Linked DNA regions of Bombyx mori: region 2 is linked to region 1. A link is a contact called in public Hi-C data. All regions are on one chromosome and are shown on one strand. The core of a region is the stretch at or near the end of the contact, and the rest is flanking DNA. Distances in the headings are between cores, read along the strand shown.

Region 1 (2,700 bases), core at 124-2,623:
CAAAAGTTAAAAACAAATTGAAATTTTTTGTATACATTATACGTATTGTAATTTTAAATGCACATATCATTAGAATAATGTATTCATGTTGTCATATAATTTTGCCGAATTATCAAATGCCATTATAAGTTGTACTGATTTATCGTACTGAACTTTCACTAAATTGAAATTAAAAATGACACTCCTTTTTTTAAACTTACTTAAAAAACCCATACTTAAATGATTTATATCAAGGAATATGCATTTATGATTAGTTCTCCCAAAAAAAATATTTCTTTATAATCTCATTTACCATGACTTTGTTAGTATATAGTTTTTGGATGATAATTTAATGGATACTGTTAGATTATACACAGTAAAGTTGACAAAATAGATAGCGTAACGGAATATAGATTACACGCAAAATTTTCTATAGTAAATTTGAATAACAGCTGTTGACTAAAAAATAAAATTTCCTAAATAAAGCTCAACATGAATTATATTGAAACAAAACTAGTGGGACCCCAACTTTAATTTTACTTAAAAGACACCTTATGTTCCGATGTATACATAAAAAGCGATATAGACAGTATTGTATGTTCCTGGAAAACTTTAAAAATGAGCATGAAGGAAGGCATGACTTACAGGTTCCTCTTTGTTTTTCACAGTGTCGGTAGATGAAGATTGTGTTTTTTTTGTTTTGTGGTCCAATTCCCGACTATTTTCGGTATAATTAGAGGACGATAATCGCTCTTTTCTATCCTTTTTTATCGGTGTATTTTGTCCCTCGTCGGCACTTTCAAAATCTTCACTATCACTTGTAGCCATTTCGAAGGAATTACTTTTTAATAATACATAAGCCAATAAATAACTATTAACTAAGGAAAATATCCTTTATTCCATTGAAAAAAAAATTGGTTCCTACTTATTTTTGCGTGTTATGATGAAATTGCCAACACTTGACATTGACTTTTGATTTATTCTTTGGTAAAGACATAGAACAGGCAAAGAAAACATAATAGGTACAGCCAAGTCTTTCATAATATTAACCCGCAGACACAGCCCACTGAATTTCTCGCCGGACCTCCTCAGTGGGTCGGGACTGTGGGTGGGACCTCTTAAAAAAAAATTCATGTTTTTCTTTTACTGACTGATTTTAAAATTGCACTGAGCGTCTTACCTTCACTACCTGAACAAAATACAGAAGATTTAGACAGAATGTTCGTTGCTTATCTGCAGGAAATTTTTTAGTTCGTATGAAAGTTCCTTCCTGTGCTGCTAGCCTTAAGAGGTTATTTCAGCTTCACCCTAACGTGTAGGTGAGCTCACGGGGGCTCAAACCGGAGTGTTGCTAACACTGGCCCTGGCAAGATTAGTGCTTTGCAGAATCTACCACCGGATCCGAAACGCGACGCACTGAGAAGATCCGGCGAGAAACTTAATGGGCTGTGTCTATGGGTTAATTCGCTCGTCGAGCCCTTCGTCGCAAGCGACGGGTGCGACGAGGACCGTGACCGATACTTGTGGTACCTAAAAGCCCCGTTAATGGATCGGGAGGATCCGTAATGACCACTGAAGTAGGAAACCTATGGATATGAAACGTCAACAAAAATTCCTGCCACTGTGACGTTATCTGGCTACAAAACATGGCGGTTTTAGTGCTGCCCAGAAGATTTTAATGTTAGTAGGTTTTATCGATAAACGTTCTTGGCTCATTTTATTTGAAATATTGTTGAGTATGAATTATTTGTAGAATTTATACTTTAATAGGAAGTAAGTATATTGTTATGTGCAAAGATGATGTGATTTAGATATTATGTGAAATCTAAGACGAGTTCGTGCTTCAAATTTGCCAAGTAAACAATATGACGATTTTTTAAATTTGCTACACTGATTTTATAAAGTTGTCGTTTGCCGCAAAACATAAAGATATTGCGTAGTACAGTGCCATCTGCCCATTTCTAGCATGCTAAATGTTATCGTATTTTGAGTACGTGTTTTTTTTAGACTATTACAATCTATTTTAATTGTTTTGCTGACTCTAAAGTCCGTAACACACTACTGCAGCGCACCTCAAGGAAGGTGCGCCGCACCATTTGAATCACTCTCACTTGAGAGTGATTCAAATGGTTTTCCCTTTGCCTTTTCCCGAAATATCTATACAGAATGTCTAAATATGTTTTGATGACATATTTTATTAAGAGGTATTTATGATTAGTGTCATGATCAATAGATTCCGACCGAAAAAATTTTCGGATGAGGGCTTCATAATGAATTTAAATATATATAGATAATAGTTTTGGGGCATCAACTTTCTTGAGATCCTATATAAAATATGTTTTAATTATTATTTTTGTATGTTTTAAGCATGATAAAATAAGAAATTTTATATAGGTAATCATATTAAATCGATATCAAAGTCAATAAATAATGTACATCCCAAAACAGACGCCGAACTGACGTGACAATGACATTTGGTGCGCTACACATGGCGGATTTTCAGCCTCATTAGACATTTACGTATATTCATGTTTAATTTTCTGTACGCACTGAAATACTGTTATATTATTTTCCTGCGAGTTAAAGTGCTGAGTAAGAACAAGATAGATATATGTTTATGTGTATGCCTTCAAAATGGGTGCTATTTATAAAAGCAATTGTACGTATAGAACAATATGTCGTGTCCCTACTATATAGGTCTATGGTAATGACGCTTTAAGG
Region 2 (2,700 bases), core at 79-2,578, 250 kb after region 1:
CCATAATGTACGATAGTTCGCCATTCTCATTCACATCTGCCCCACCGTTTTGATTATGTCATCGCACTACTATGCTAAAGGAGAAGTCCTTTACGTCTATGAGCTTGGCCACCATTCCGTCACTGTCTTACTCCATCTATTATCATTTCGTCCTGCCAAGTCTCCAGCCCAACTCCATTTCGGATCTGCTACTCTCTAACAAATATCTATAATATTGTTTGGCTTCTAATGTGGGTAGTACAGACCCGATTGCTAGCTTAGAGTGATTCATCGCTTACTTTGAAACGCCCATTCTATACACGGTCTCACCTGTAAGGAACCATGTTTCTGCGCCGTATGTTAATGTGGGCTAAATACATTGACTGTAGAGTTTTTGTGTTGAAACATTGTGGGATGTTTTTTTGATTTATTTATAACTTTATATACTAGACAGTATAAAGGCGGACTTAATGCCATGCGCATTCTCTGACAGTATACCTTAGGGGGTGCAGAGATGAACCTTGGTAGGTGTAGTGTGAAGGTGATATTACTTAAACATATGTGTATATATAACATACATAATATTGATAGATATAAATACATATACATAAATATATAGCAATTAGATGACTCTGCTAACTCTCTGAGAAACAGTTCTCGAACCTTCGTCTTAACGCTTCACGTGTAGTGGCCCACCTTATTTTGAGTGGGAGCGCATTCCATAGAAGAATAGACTAAATAGTGAAGGAAGAATGTAAAAAGTCAGAACTATGTGGAGGACAGCGAAGAAGAAGATTGTGAGATGATCGAAGATTTAATATATTATGATGATTTCATGATGATGATTTAATCTATATATATAAAAGAAAGTCGTGTTAGTTACACTATTTATAACTCGAGAACGGCTGAACTGATTTGGCTGAAAATTGCTGAAGAGGTAGCTTAGAACCAGGAGAAGGACATAGGATACTCTTTATCAATTCCCATGGGACGTGACATAAATCGTGGTATGACAAAACGCAACTGATATGGAATAACAAAACGTAACTGACAGCTAAACGTAATAATAATATATTCTATGGGTAATTATAGTAGAATTTTGAAGTTAACCGGTTGATGTGTGTGAAACAAACCGTGTGGCGGAACAAAGTTCGCTGGGTCCGCTAGTATATTATAAAAAAAATAGAAACATAAAATGAACCAATCCAGTGCCGACACGAAATTCCGAAAACGTGCCGTCTGTTAGGAATTCATTGACTTCGTAATACACAAAAGTTACTTGATTGTCTTCGTAAATTTAGTTCTCTATATAGAAAATTGAATGTTTTGTGCGATTTTGTTGTAAAAGCAAGACCCCCAAAAAAAATTTTATTATTAAGGTAGCTCAACTATAGCTGATTCTACTGATAAATTATATCTAATTCGCACATTACAACTGAATCAGACTTCACACTTAAAACCCAAGGATTGGCCAACACAATGACACAATGATTATTGATTAGTTTTAGTATAGTGGCTACACAATTTTTTTTAATTGAGTAATTTCATAAATTAATATTATGAAAATACTTATGTACTTTGCACAGAGAGTGAGTCTGGCTGTCCAACGAGGTAACGTAGCCAGTATCTTGGGAACTGTGGCTCCTTCAAGCGCATTATAAAAAATAAACAATAACACTGTGATTGACTGATCTTTATAATTTAGTTAAAAACACTTTTTATTTTGTTTGTTATTCTAATACCGTTGCATATCAACAAGTGTGTCCTGGGTTTTTTCTTTAACACTATATATTTCACGGTAAGAAATATAACCAGAAAACTCTTAAATTACTGAAAGTAATTACGCTTAGTCCTATGCCTATTATCATCCACTGGTATTGGTGGGACACTGATACTTACGAGTAGAGACAACCCTCCAGCTTATTTCTGGTTAGCAAGGTAGTCATGCATTACAGCAATTTTACAATTAAATTGCGATTTCATTGTATTTACACAGTGTTTTTTATAGGTTCTGGTAATCATACAACATCAGGTGATCCGACCAGTTATTTTGGATTGACTTCCACGGTGAAGGAATAACATCGCGTAATAAAAATCAAACCCGCAAAATTATAATTTGCGTAATTACTGGTGGCAGGACATCTTGTGAGTCCACACGCGTAGGTACCACTACCCCGCCTATTTCTGTTATGAACCAGTAATGCGTTTCGGTTTGAAGGGTGGGGCAGCCGTTGTAACTATACTGAGACCTTTGAACTTATATCTTAAGGTGGGTGGCGCATTTACGTTGTACATGTCTATGGTCTCCAGTAATCACTTAACACCAGGTGGGCTGCGAAACTAAGCAATAAGAAAAGGTACTATTTAGACTTGTGTAGTGAAAAGATTGGTATATTTACCGCCGCTTGTGGGTCCCGGTCGTCCCCCTGGTCGCGCGGGGCGGCGCCTCCCGGAGCGCCCGCGTCGCCGGTCGCGGTGCCGCCGCGTCTCTCTTCACCCTCGACCAGAGCTAACAGTCGAGATAACTCTTCCTCGTCGCATATACGCAACGGAGTCTTGGGACCGACGATACATATAGAAACATTCTGTAACATCACATTACATACAATTAGCAATTACATAACGAACTGTAGGATAATGTGCATGTAAAGCGCTAATGAGTTTCAAATCTCAATAACACTATCTTTGTTATCAATTCATTCGGTAACATGTCTTTTATGA

The links. Hi-C and Micro-C count contacts between places; a contact is called where the count stands out from the background.
Region 2: a Hi-C map of whole pupa shows a contact between it and region 1, with 2.2 times the contacts expected there. The contact joins the promoter of LOC110384698 here to the promoter of LOC101739856 in region 1. A contact is called at or near these places in 2 of 7 Hi-C or Micro-C datasets (posterior silk gland and whole pupa).

What each region holds. Positions count from the first base shown.
Region 1 is chr14:6,022,866-6,025,565 of ASM3026992v2, forward strand. It overlaps LOC101739856 (protein FAM114A2), which reads right to left and starts at 1,374. Exons shown (of 10, transcript XM_004922592.5): 1 at 625-1,374. The coding sequence starts at 807.
Region 2 is chr14:6,268,929-6,271,628 of ASM3026992v2, forward strand. It overlaps LOC110384698 (alpha-N-acetylglucosaminidase), which reads right to left and starts at 1,329. Exons shown (of 1, transcript XM_021352013.3): 1 at 1-1,329. It overlaps LOC101739990 (proteasome subunit alpha type-1), which reads right to left. Exons shown (of 6, transcript XM_004922593.4): 5 at 2,379-2,564.